Linked DNA regions of Mus musculus: all the other regions are linked to region 1. The links are chromatin contacts, called in public Hi-C and promoter capture Hi-C maps. All regions are on one chromosome and are shown on one strand. Each heading gives the region's core, a stretch centred on a gene start, on an enhancer-like site or on the middle of the called end of the contact. The rest is flanking DNA. Distances are from core to core; before and after follow the strand shown. Region 1 holds the start of Dipk2a (divergent protein kinase domain 2A). Region 2 overlaps Gm31588 (a long non-coding RNA gene). Region 3 holds the start of Plscr4 (phospholipid scramblase 4). Region 4 holds the start of Plscr2 (phospholipid scramblase 2).

Region 1 (3,010 bases), core at 444-2,943:
GGGGTGTTGAAGACAACACACAGGTTAGTAATTATTCGCTTCGTTTACAACTCTGCCTCAGCAGCACAAATGAACCATGCAGTTCTAGTCTCCAGTCGCTCCAGACACTCCAGAGGAAACTTCATTTGAGCCTTTGCTTACATAACCTTATTGTATGGATTTGGGGGATGCTTGATGAGCAAGTTAAATCAAATTTCTGCCAAAGGAAACATGGGATGCTCTTTTTCTATCAGCCAAATTTCTCAGCCATTTTGCATAAGCCTTTGAAGGCTAACATCTTAAAATTTGTATTCTGTAGTAGCCTGTAAAAATCACCACCACGTTGAAAATTTCTTCCAAAGACTGAACTCCTACATCACCAAACACAAAACGTTGACCTTACCCGTATTCTTCCAGAAGCGAGTCCTCATGCTACAATCAAATACAGAAAATTCGGGAAAGTGATTCACGATCTTGTATAGATAAGTCTCACTGTCTCAGTAGTTACTCTTTGCATACCCGTTACTACTTACTATGATTTTCCTGTTTGACCTCTAAAAATCAGCGCAGTAAAAGTATATTTAACAGCGACCAGGAATTAGCTAGCTATCCACTCGACCAACAATCACAGGAGTGCTAAAAGTTAAAGAAAAAAAAAGTATTCTAATAGAACATATTTTGAAGTTACTGCTGAAGATCCCAGACCTTCTAAAACTTAACCCCACGCGCGTTAGGCCAGGTTATTTCCGCAGTCTGCTGTTAGGAGCTGGTTAGACCGCACAGGTGCGGCACCTGACGGCCTGGCTCCCTGGGGTCATCGCCACAGCAACGCGTCCTGGCCGCAAGGCAGGCCTGGGCCCAGCCTGTGAAGCATGGGGGAACCGGGCTCCTCGGGGACCCGGCGGGCGGCGCCGGTGAGGAAGGACCTCATCCCGCCAGTGCTCACTCAGCGAAACCGTAACTCAGCCTCCGCAGATACATCGCCAGCCCTGCAGCGGCATTCCGGTCCCTAACCGCTGGCCCACTGTCTGCCCGCAGGCCCTACGGCGGCACAAAGCGCGCGACCCAGAGGTCCCGCCAGTCAAAAGAACAAGCGCGCGCCACACCATATAAGGCCCGGAGCGGGCGGCCAGGCCCCGCCCCCAGGACCTGGCCCGGCCCCACTCCAGCCCCGCCCCCAGGCTTCGGCCCCACCTCCTCCCGCTCCCAGGATGGGCCTCTCTGCTCCCGCTTGCCTCCGCCCTCTCCCTTCCAATGACCTTCCCACAAAGGCCTCCGGGGCGCCTGTGTAGCCCGACAGTCACCCCAGAGTAGCCGTTACTGAAGGTCTCCGGTGGCGGAGCTGGCGAGCTCCGCCCTCCCGGGCGCGCCCTCCACCCACCCTCTCCACCGCCTCCCCGCGAGCTCGCGCTGACGCTTCCCGGGGGCGCGCTCGCCCCGCCCCCGGCCCCGCCCCTCGCTCTCGGGCGTGCCCGCGCGTGGGGGCCCCGCCGCATCCTCTCCTCCCCTCCTCGCACCGTAGCTTCTCGAGTGTGAGGCGTCCGGGACTCCTCACTCGCCCCCGCGCGCGCTGCTCGCCCGGGACCCAGCAAGGCGCAGCTCAAGCGTCCCGGGCGGGAGTGCGCGTGCGCGCGACCGCGGCTCCCGCGCTCCCTCCTCCCCCCCCCCCTCCCCGCGCCTCTATAACTTGGCGGGCAAGGAGGCGGCGCCCGCGGAGTCGGAGGGCGGGGAGCTCGGAGGAGGGCACCGGGAGTTGTGGAGACAGCCGATCGGGAAGTCGCCGCGCTCGGCCGGCGCAGCCCGTCCTCGGGTTCCTTCGCTGCCGCCCTCCGTCTGCGCCGCGGGCCTCGGCGCCGTGGGGCGGCCCGGCGGGGTGCGCTCGCCCGCCCCGGCCCCGGCCGCTGCCGCGCGCGGGCGGGATGTGGCGCCTGGTGCCCCTGAAGCTGGGCCGCCTGTCCCGTGCACTGAAGCTGGCGGCGCTCGGCAGCCTGTTGGTGCTGATGCTGCTGCACTCGCCGTCGCTGCTCGCCTCCTGGCAGCGCAACGAGCTCGCCGACCGGCGCTTCCTGCAGCTCAATAAGTGCCCGGCGTGCTTCGGCACGAGCTGGTGCCGCCGTTTCCTCAACGGCCAGGTGGGCTTCGAGACGTGGGGCCGCCTGCGCCTGCTGGACTTCCTCAACGTGAAGAACGTGTACTTCGCGCAGTACGGCGAGCCCCGCGAGGGCGGCCGCCGGCGCGTGGTGCTCAAGCGCCTGGGTTCGCAGCGCGAGCTGGCGCAGCTCGACCAGAGCATCTGCAAGCGGGCCACCGGCCGGCCGCGCTGCGACCTGCTCCAGGCCATGCCCCGCACCGAGTTCGCGCGTCTCAACGGCGACGTGCGGCTGCTCACGCCGGAGGCGGTGGAGGGTTGGTCGGACCTGGTGCACTGCCCCTCGCAGCGCCTGCTGGACCGCCTGGTGCGCCGCTACGCGGAGACCAAGGACTCGGGCAGTTTCCTGCTGCGTAACCTCAAGGACTCCGAGCGCATGCAGCTGCTGCTCACCCTGGCCTTCAACCCCGAGCCGCTGGTGCTACAGGTAGGCGCGGGCGCGGGGCTCTTCGACGCCAGAGGGAGTGCGTCCCCAACTCTCCCAAAATGCCTCTTCGCGAGTTTCCTTCCGCCCTCCCGCTCGTCCCAGTCTGGATGCCAGTGTCAGTGCGATAGCGAGCCCTTGTACCTCTTTCCGAGGACTTGGGCACCCTGGGCACACGTCCTTTGCTGTCCCGCCTGGCTAGCCTAACTTCCCCGAGTCTGTCTTTGTTTTATTTCTTAGATCATCTCCCTGTTAGTCAATCAGCTAGTTCTGGGACCAGGTGGGAAAGATGAGATCAGAGAGTGGGGTGGTGGTAAAGTGAAGGGAGCTAATTCGTGACTCGTGCTTTGCGTGGAATTAGAAGCTAGGAAATGGGGGAAAGAGTTAGATTTGGGCTGGGAAGGCTAAAGGCCAAGACGGACTTTTGCATCCTGATGCTGTGGCCTGCCCTAGTCATA
Region 2 (3,355 bases), core at 557-3,056, 2.3 Mb after region 1:
ATAGAAATGTATGAAGCATAGCAATCGATATCTGAATCATACATAGTGATTGTGTATTGTGTGTGTGTGTGTGTGTGTGTGTGTGCATGTGTATGTAAATTATATAGAGGCCCGAAGTCTGGTCCTAAATTGTTCTCTTCCTTATTTTGTAAGACAGAGTCCCCCACTGACCTTGGAGTTCACCCAACCAGGCTAGATTGGCTGGCCAGCGAGCCTGAGAGATCCTCTTGCCTGCCTCTCTATCACTGGGATGACAGGTGTGTACTGTCATCTGGCTTTTTATATAGATGCCTATGATCTGAACCTGGGTCTACATGCTTTCATAACAAGCAGTTTTCTGCCTGACTGAGCCATCACCCCAGCAACAGGGTAGTGATTTTAGATACTTCCTCAGCCCCAGCATCCACACCCATTTGCTAGGTGGACGATTGAAATACTCTATTCAACAGAGATTTGCAGGTTGGCTTTCTCTAGAGGCTTCAACCAGACACAAAACAGTAAGTGGTGTGCCTTTGAAAGGTTGATGTTGGTCCTGGCCCCAACTAGCTCACTAGCTGGGATCGTTTCCACCTACCAAAGTTGGATCTACCCTTGCTGCCCGAGAGGGTAGACAACCCACCCAAAAGCTCTATTTCAAAAGGCACAGAAAATACTTATCTTATTTGAGTACTTTTCTAGTCACTGAATTTTCCAAGGTCTGTTAACTGAAGGATAAAATGCAGGCATGACTGGCTGTCAGCCTACCTGGCACTCTGTGCTTCTAAATTAGGAGCATGGCACACCATGCTCCTGAGAATTCCCAGAAGTCAGAACACTGAATTCTGAGGTGACATGAATAACCTGCAGCTGGATTGTCTTCATGGCTCCTTCCTTGTGCTCCTTTTGCATAGAGACCCTGGTGACAAGAGAGCTCACTGTCCAATCTGAGGTAGTGTGTTAACCAATAACAATTAATTGATAGTTTTCTGCTATATAAGTGGTTGTTTGCATAAAATAAGGCAGACAGTGTTCCCTAACCATCTCCAGAGAGGTTAATCTCTGTGCTCTTTACCAACCCTGTGGGCATGGTAGTCTTGTTAGGAGATGCCCTGGTGACTGTTGTGGTTAGAAACGGATAAAGAGGTATTAAGATATGTTCTCTGGGGGGTGTGGTGACAACGACAGTTAACATTTCTGTAATCTTTGTTTTAATATTTGACAACTTTACTCTTTTTAAATATCCGTATTAAGACCATAAGATCCATAAAATATTTTTAAAGTTAACAACCAAGCTTGATCATTTAATAAAAATGTTACACTCCAAATGTTCTGAGTGGTTGGAACTTAATTTCTTAATTGTAACAGCAAAACGCCTACTGAGAGAGGAGACATGGCAGAAGACACTTTGTAGCAATGTGAACCGGTGCTTGCAAGTCTGGTCAAACTAGAAGTTGTAGCTGAGTCCAGCTGTTTCTCCGAAAGCACAGGATCAAGTGCTGTGTTAGCACAGATACAAAAGTCTGAAAAACTGTTTACAGAACTTCCCCGTGTGAGTTTGGTTTGCAAGGATATGGCACTTAGGGGACAGGAAACAAGAATAAAATATGTCTCAAGACTGCCCCATCCCCTAATTTTTACTTTCATGAGGAAGTACTAAAGAGGCCCATGTGAGGCTATCTTCTTCAAGTTCTGATACTCCAGATCTACGAGAGGTTGCAGGTCTGCTCTATCACAGCAGCTAGATCTACAAGGAAGATGAGTCAGATGAGGGAGAATTTTCAGTGGCCTTAGGCCAGTGAGTACTTGATGTCACTTTTCCTGGAGTGGGGGTGAACAGAACTGAGTTACTAATTGGTGTCATGGACTACAAGGCCCACAAGGTAGTAGTGTTGCCAAGAATGGGGATGGCTCAGTCAGTTAGTTGAAGAGCCAGAACTGTCAGGTTTTGAAGGACCAAGGTGTGTCCCTGGAATGTACCAGATGTTAAGTATCCATACTTTCAACTTCTCTGTGAAGGGTGATTACATGATTTAGATAAACCTCATTTGTTGAGAGTGTTATTGGCTAGATTACAATAAATTCTAAAGGCCATGAACAAATTGATGGGTGTGAAATCAGGGCTGCATGGGTTGACGGGTCTAAACCACAAGCCATCTGAGCTATGGCAGTCAAGAGGAACATGAAAACTGATAGCTGATGGAATAGTCTGGTTTGTCAGTGAAATTCATTCTTTCCAGGCCTTTGTGTAACCAGCTCTGACTGTAGCTGCAGCAGGATCTCCATGCATGCCAGGGAACCAGTCTGGGTTCTGAAGTTTGGCCTTGATTCCTTGATTTGTCTTAGCATCTCTCCTGGAGCTATGATGGCTATTGGTTTGTTACTGATGCTACAGGAGCTTTCCAGGGACTCAGCAAGTAAGTGGCAGAAAGGGGGCATGGATATCAGGATGTCCGTGAAGTCCAGCACTATAGTAAGAAAATAATTGCCTTGAAGGTTTGCAGAGGAAGCTTATACATGTTAATAGTTGAGCCTGACATCTGTGCAGTCTCAAAATCCCACTAGTAAAGAGTCTATTTCTTCTCTCACCTTCCAGAGTTATCTAGTGCTTGTCTACTTGTGAGGACTTTTTGACCTATACCTATACTTTGACCTATACTTTTTGGCATTTTTGTATGTGTACTTTCACATTTCTGGGACTTTGGGGTTTTGGATCCAAATATCTATGGCATTCAAGAGAACTTTTGGTTGGGAGGTGTCTATGGGATTTAATTTTTGATGTAGGAACATGTGATCATCCCCAAGTCTTAGTGTTCAATTCACTGATATTTCTCTTAACAGCCTTTTTGGTTTTTGCTTTTTGCTTCAATAAAGAATCTGAAAGAAATTGGAATATTGTCAGGATCAAATACAGTCAGTGCTGTCAAACTCTTCCAGAAATTAACAGTTAAAAAAGAATTGAAGTTTTGAAAAGAGAGGTCTATCTCATGGCAGCTGTCACAACAGTGCTGGGACCACTAGCCTGCAGAGAAGTTGCCTTGGCCTTACATAAAATCCTAGATGAAGACATCAGCCGTCTATTGCCTGTTCAACCTTGGCCTTATTCTGCATTTCCTAACCTTTGTGGCCAGGATATCATTTCAAAATATCATATGCTGTCTCCTTCCTCTTCATTTTCAACCCTTGCTTGGCCTTTGCTTCTTTGAACACACTGAGGTCCACTAAGACATGCTTTCCCCCTCTGTGTTATTGTTGCATATATATGACCATCTATGCTGTTTTTGTATTAGTTTGATGACACAGTTGCTTCATGCATTCATAGTCCAGACTGTTGCTCCTTTTGCATGTCTGTGGCCTGGCAGACAGAAGAGTGGCCTTG
Region 3 (3,077 bases), core at 574-3,073, 2.1 Mb after region 1:
TTCAGTTTTATTGTAATGTCTGGGATCATTCTACTGTCTGTTCATTCTTTAGAATACCCCCTTTTTTTTTTAATATAAAACAAGCTGCCATGTATTTCATTTAAATTGCAGTGTGGCAATTCTTTCAAATAGTCTAGCTAAAGAGCCAGTTTAAAACTATGAATGAGTTACGATTCTGTTTAATTATGTATTATTTAAGGGACATGATATTTTCACCTAAGAAAATAAATTTTATTGGGGTCTCATGTGTAGCATAATTTTAATACTTGGAGTTTCATATTCATATTTTTATCCACAATTCATAGTTTAAATAAATTTGTCATTTTTCTGTTATTTATACTAAAGTGTGTTTTCACTGTACTTTCCTGTAGTTGAGCCTCAAAAGACTTACAAAGTGTGATGCAACTGGAATGCTTATTAACTTTGTTATTGTCCCTAGGCACTTAAATTATGCATAATGTGCCATCTTTGTGTCCTCTGTTCTGGTGATGTCATTGGGCCATACAATGTGACAGTGTGGCTACTTTAAGGGTTACATAATGCCTTGCTTCCTTATTTCCCATAACAAGGAGCTGGAAGGTGGAGGTTGTGTGTTTACTTCTGCAGTAACATCTGTATCCCAGAAGTATCTTGGAAATCAACCTTACTGCATAATGTCTTCATAATATACTTCTGTTACTCTTGCTGGCTCCACTTAAACTACTATAGACAAAATAAAAGCGCAAACATACTGCGGTTCTTAAAAGTGGGTACATCCACACAATATAAGATATAAAATTCTAAGTCCTAAAAGGCTAATATTGTACTCTGTAAAGTAATGGGGGGGGGGGACACAAACAAACAAACAAACAAAAACTTGTCTCTATCTTTTAGCCCCTGCCAGTAAAACCTTGCAAAGTTATCTGAAAACATCTATGCCCAAGGCCCTAGGAGAGACCCACAGAGCTGCAAGGAGGGGACAGGCTCCACTGGTGCAAGAGGGAAAAGTGTGGAGAGGGTCTCCTGGGAAGGGCCTGCACCCTCGAGAGTTCATGTCACCAGGGCCGAATGATGCTCCCATAGAGCCTTCACCCAGCACCCCATTGTCCTATCAAGAGCCGGGGGAAACCAAGCGGACCCCAACACAAGAAACCCCACCCCGCTCCACAAAGCGAAAGTTGCGCAACCACCTGCGGCTGAGCTGCCCCGCCTCCTCCACTGTCACGGAGCCCGCGCCCTCCATCCCGCATCCCCCTAATCTCCCAGGGTCCCCCGCTCCCCGCTGGCCCCTCTCACCGCCCGCAGCTGCAGGCGTCGCCGGCTGAGCTCGCTGTCCTGCCTGGGGGAAGGCGAGAGGCGCCGAGGAGCTGGGACGATCCACGCGGGGCAGCCGGGGGAGCCTTCCCGGGAGGGCTTCCTGCAGGGTGGGGCGCCGGCGTCCTGAACCCTAGCCAAACGCAGGGTAAACAAGTTGTGGGCGCCAGCGAAGCCCGCGGGGTTGAGCTCCGAACCGCTCCTCTGCTGGTGGCGGGAAGCAGCTGGTCTACCAGCCTCACTGCTCGGCTCTCATTCCCATCCCTGGAGGAGACCAGTTTGATCTGGGAGGGAGAGGGACTAGGACTGGGGTGCTGGTGGGGGTAGAAGCAGGCTCAAGATTTCTGACTCTCTAAAGAGGACTTTGGTTACTTGGTTAATTGCTGCTGTCAGGCACACATAGTTTTATCAAATTAAAGTGGTTCGGTCCGGTACAGTTAGCTGAAGGAAGTGGACGAACCAAATGTCCTTTGACCTCACTCAGAACCACAACTGGGCACAGCCTGACCTGAAGAAGCTGCCGAGAACTTGGCCTTGCAGGCTGCGCTCTGGGAGGAGTTTACATGGGGGTGGAGTTCTGGAATTTTCCATTTTCCCTCGCACATGATTTGTCAGAATAGATTTAACAATTAATAATGTTCTGGTCGGTAATATCTGCCAAGAATACTTCTCAAATGAAGAAATACAGCCTTTTATTGAAAGCATGAAACAAACAAACTGACATCAAAGTCTTAGCGAGATGTAATGGTTTGAGTTTGTTAGAGGGACCAAGAAATTGAGCTTGTGAGTGTGAATATCTAGATTGGCCTCATGAGAGATACCAAAAGCATTCAAGATCAAAACATGTCTGTGGAAAGAGAGGCCCATTGGTCTTGCAAATTTTATATGCCTCAGTACAGGGGAACGGCAGGGCCAAGAAGTGGGAGTGGGTGGGGGGATATATGGGGGACTTTTGGGATAGCATTGGAAATGTAAATGAAGAAAATACCTAATTAAAATAAAATTTTAAAAAATCATGTCTGTGAAGCATTGCTTGGAAGACAAATCAAATATATGAGAGCAACCACATAGGCACTCAGGAGCTATGAGCCAACCACATAGGCACTCAGGAGCCATGAGCCACCGCAGAATTCATGGGCTTTTGCATTTCCAGAGCAGGTGTCCAGCCTGAATTCCTGAGGGTTTGGGGGTGGGGGCTGATACACACTTTCTTTATGAATCCCTACTGCAACGTGCCTCTGTCTCTTTGACACTCTTGGGGAGGGAGAGGTGTTTTGTGTTGTGTTTACAACAGTCTTAATGTCAGTAATGGAGCAGTTCAGTAAAATTAAAGTTTCCCCAGGTTCCATTTCCTCAATCCTGTGTTTTTACTGTAATGTTCACAAACGCACAAGCTGTAAAACTATACAGAATATGGCATTTGGGTCAGCCATCAGTTACTTGGGTTTTGACAAAACTTAGATTAAAAAAAAAAAGGCAGCATTTATAGTGTCCCATGTGTGTGATTTCTTTCTTTCTTTGTTTGTTTGGTTTTTTTTTTTTTTTTTTTTTTTTTTTTCGAGACAGGGTTTCTCTGTGTAGCTTTGGCTGTCCTGGAACTCACTCTGTAGACCAGGCTGGCCTGGAACTTAGAAATCTGCCTGCCTCTGCCTCCCGAGTGCTGGCATAAAAGGTATATGCCACCACTGCCCCGTGTGATTTCTTGACTTAACTGGTTTTGCTTGCTTGCTTGCTTGCTTGCTTGCTTGCTTGCTTGCTTGCTTGCTTGCTTGCTTGTATCTGTA
Region 4 (3,340 bases), core at 599-3,098, 2.3 Mb after region 1:
ATGGTAGCAGCAGCTACTCTAACAACCTATACTAATTGATGTAAAATCAATTTAACCTATTAGGTCTTGTACTAGACTTTAACTTGTATTCGTAATAGAATTTGTTGCGTAATTTGTAAGAGTAGCTGAAACAGTATACATGGAGACTGGTCCAGAGTCTGCGGATGTGAAGGAGTTGAGAGAGGGTCACACTCAGGCAGCCTGAGTGGGCAGTGTGGGCACACACAGTCTGCTCTGTCTTTTCTGAGCTCTTGGTACTATAAAATGCCAAGCCTAGTTTGGGTTCCAATTAATACTTATCCTTCAATAGCTAGCAGGCTTTGTGATATGTTTCTCTAATCCCCCTCCTCGATGGCCTTGATTAAGGATTGCACTTAACTGTGAAATGGTATTATTAAGTTGAACTGGGGCCTCATGTGATCTTTTCAGACAGGATGTGGTATGGGATGCTAGGTAGGAGAAAAATAAGTAGAAAAGAGCCATCTACTACTTCCCAGGTATTATTTATGGCATATGCAACTCCATTATCTTCTCATTTGGTATCATAAGTGGCATAGCTCCTGGCTTAAAGCACCCTGTACAAATGGTATAGACTCTGGCCAGGGGGATAACAAGCAGAGGCATAAGGTAATAGCAGTCACTAGACCAGAAATGATATTCGTAAAAGGTTAATAAAATATGCTGCAAGAAAGAGGCAAGCAGACTCTCAAAACACCCTCTTAAAAGGGAATGTGTGTCTAACTAAAACCGATAAGAACAATTACTGGCCTTAACGCTCCTGCTTTGTCTATAGATATGCGGGTACTCCACTTGCTTGTTAAATAATATGGTTTATAGCTATAACTGTCTTTTGAGAGTGGCCCTTGGAGGTGAGCTATCTGGGCCAAGTTACTCTTGAACGTATGTGTGAGACCTCCCAGGTACTGGTTCCAACTGCCAGCTGTCAAAGTCTGATTACTCAGTCATGAGGAGTCGCTGTACTTTCGGCCTCTTTGTGTCTAAAATTAACGGGGTTGTTTGTTTGTTTTACAAAAGTACAAGAGGTGCCTCTGACCTCCAATAAGTTAAGAGCCTTCTCCTAATAAAACAGGAAATTTTGTTTACAACCAAGAGGCTTGAAATGGAAAGAAATAGAACACATAAAGGCAATATCCACTGGACAAGTGAATAACTGGCTGGCTGCTTGTTACAAGATACAGGAAAATAACCCGAAACTCCTACCTGCCCACAGACAAACCTGACTGAACTACATTTTACCTCTCCAGGCAGAGGTACTTCCCTTGCCCGTGTGCCCACCTCCCCTTCCCAGTCACCTTCTTGGTCACCTTTCCTAACTTCCAGCTTAAATCTCCACCCTCAGATTTCTCTTCGCAGGGCTTATAAAAGTTCTGGGTCCGGTGAAGGTCATGGATCTCTTTAGAGGGCATCTGGCTTACCTTTCTCATGCAGCTCCAAGTGAGGCGAATTCCTAGAATCCTAGCACCAGCAGCGACTCAGCTCTCCAGACTCCTCTCAGAAAGGCATAGGTGCTGCACTACTCCACTAGACTAAAGTCAGGGAGAAAAAGCACCTGGACTTTGAGGCAGTTTAGGTTTTGTTTCCTGAGTCTTTAGATTTCCTTTTCCTGACTGGAAAGATACGCAACCAAATTGAAACCCTGTCTGAGTTCTAAGTCCTTTGAGAATTGTTAGCTGCTCCTGGCAGAGGCTCTCAGTAGAAATGAATATCTGGTCTGTGCACAGTTCTGGAACGCCAAAGGAACACTTACTGGCATTCCCTTTACTCTGACCTCCACTGCATTCTTCAAATGCTGGCACTGATTCAAAAGGAGACTCAGGAATGCTTTCCCTTCCTTCTTGTTTTGTTTTGTTTTGTTTTGTGTTAGGAGAGTCAGAGTGCATATCCCGATAGTTCTCAAATGCCTAACTTCTTCTACTGAGTACCAGCAGGAGCCGGTAGGACCACCAATATTATTTTTCCTTATTATATTTTTGTCACAATCTTGGGACAGTTGTTCACATTCAGGTGAATGAGCCTCTTTGAGACGGAGTCTCCCTATGACTGTTATGGGTCTGGGGTCACTCCGAGATTCACCACCACCACAGGTAAGTTTTAATAAGAGGCTTTATTAAATACTGCCACTCGATATTCATGGCACCAGAACGGCAACCCAGAGTGCTCTCCAGATGCAACAGCTAGTCATATCAAGCCAAACCCACAAGACTGCTTGTGTTTTGTCTACCTGGAGGCAGAGTCTAATTTTAACATATATGTCTTGTAGATGTTCTAGTCATTGAGAAGAGTATGCAAGCTTGAGTACAAAAGCTGGAAATAGTCTCTTTAGTAGGTCTCAAACCAGAGACAAAGGGCTGAGTTCCATTAACATATGAAATTGAATGCTGGCTACCTGGTTCTCCCTGCATCCCTCACTCCCTACCCGTTTCAGGGCCTGACTGCCATATTTGGTTTGGTACCCTAAATTCTCCTCCAGCCAACAGGCTGGGCTGCTCTTCCCTATAAAATCCAATCATGTAAGTTACCTGGATGTTTTTTTGGTTTGCCTTGCTTTTTGTTTGGTTTGTGGTTGTTGTTTTTTAGGTGTTTTCCTTGTTTGTTTGGTTTGTTGTTGTTGTTTTGTTTTGTTTTTTGGTCTATCCTTTACCCTCTTGGCCAGTCTCTTGTCCCCGGCTATCCCCTCCTTAGTTGGCAGACCATCTCTTATCTCCCTTCTACTGCCTTCCTCTTCCCCTCCCCTCTCCTCACATGGCCCAGCTCAGCCTGTCTGTGTGGTGCACTCTGGACTCTCCCTTTTCAGTGCTTTCGTGACCTCTCAACCACAGTAAAGTCTAAACTTTAAGTGTACTTGTTAATCATCAGACACCTCACTTCCTGAGTTCGCTTTTCTTTCACACAAAGCTGGACTGTTTCTCCTGCCTCCCTTCACTGCTCCCCACAAAATGACTACAGAATTTTTAAAAACTCCTCAACAGATAAAAATTCTAGAGAGGGACTAGTAGAGCTCCTGATAGGCAGACAAAGGGGGGGGGGGAGCGGGGGAGCCATGACTACATAATGAAAGGCTTCTTCCTCACCCTTGATCAGAGGTGAAAACCAGTCAGCCTAAACCAAGGGCCTCAAAGAGGGTTTCTCCTCTCCTTAGCCTCTCATCCCCTCACCCCTGCTGATGGATTCTCTGGACAAGTTCACCAGATCAGATCAGGCCATGTTTATATAACAGTTGTGGACCGATCCACCATCCTGTCTATCTTTAAAATGACAAGCCCTGAACTAGGGGAGGAAGACTCTTCAGGGGAAAAAAAAAAAAACCAAACAACAAAAA

What was found. Promoter capture Hi-C pulls out the DNA fragments that hold promoters and counts their contacts. Hi-C and Micro-C count contacts between places; a contact is called where the count stands out from the background.
Region 2: a contact with region 1 is called in a Hi-C map of the G1E-ER4 cell line, with 4 times the contacts expected there. The contact joins the enhancer-like site here to the promoter of Dipk2a in region 1. A contact is called at or near these places in 2 of 39 promoter capture datasets (the C10 cell line and hippocampal neurons), 2 of 484 Hi-C or Micro-C datasets (the G1E-ER4 cell line and cortical neurons) and 7 of 115 datasets of contacts at active chromatin or transcription factors (astrocytes, embryonic forebrain, forebrain and 4 more).
Region 3: a promoter capture Hi-C map of embryonic stem cells shows a contact between it and region 1, with 6 times the contacts expected there. The contact joins the promoter of Plscr4 here to the promoter of Dipk2a in region 1. A contact is called at or near these places in 7 of 39 promoter capture datasets (3T3-L1-derived adipocytes, cranial neural crest, embryonic stem cells and 4 more), 1 of 484 Hi-C or Micro-C datasets (uterus), 4 of 115 datasets of contacts at active chromatin or transcription factors (the 230-238 cell line, embryonic forebrain, fibro-adipogenic progenitors and 1 more) and 1 of 9 other capture datasets (adipose tissue).
Region 4: a contact with region 1 is called in a promoter capture Hi-C map of neutrophils, with 4 times the contacts expected there. The contact joins the promoter of Plscr2 here to the promoter of Dipk2a in region 1. A contact is called at or near these places in 11 of 39 promoter capture datasets (the 3T3-L1 cell line, 3T3-L1-derived adipocytes, the HPC-7 cell line and 6 more), 2 of 115 datasets of contacts at active chromatin or transcription factors (cardiomyocytes and large pre-B cells) and 1 of 9 other capture datasets (adipose tissue).

The regions. Positions count from the first base shown.
Region 1 is chr9:94,536,764-94,539,773 of GRCm38.p6, reverse strand. It overlaps Dipk2a (divergent protein kinase domain 2A), which reads left to right and starts at 1,693. Exons shown (of 3, transcript NM_001033145.2): 1 at 1,693-2,555. The coding sequence starts at 1,899.
Region 2 is chr9:92,224,737-92,228,091 of GRCm38.p6, reverse strand. It overlaps Gm31588 (a long non-coding RNA gene), which reads left to right. Exons shown (of 6, transcript XR_871012.2): 1 at 1-928. Among named protein-coding and RNA genes, the nearest start is that of Gm31588, 3.7 kb to the left of the region's middle. Within about 2 kb of position 1,806, at least 23 of the 459 cell types and tissues checked have an H3K27ac peak or open chromatin away from gene starts, as enhancers often do. A contact at or near this core is called in the G1E-ER4 cell line, where this site is marked.
Region 3 is chr9:92,456,124-92,459,200 of GRCm38.p6, reverse strand. Plscr4 (phospholipid scramblase 4) reads right to left here and starts at 1,823. Exons shown (of 9, transcript NM_178711.3): 1 at 1,276-1,823.
Region 4 is chr9:92,274,110-92,277,449 of GRCm38.p6, reverse strand. Plscr2 (phospholipid scramblase 2) reads right to left here and starts at 1,848. Exons shown (of 8, transcript NM_008880.3): 1 at 1,437-1,848.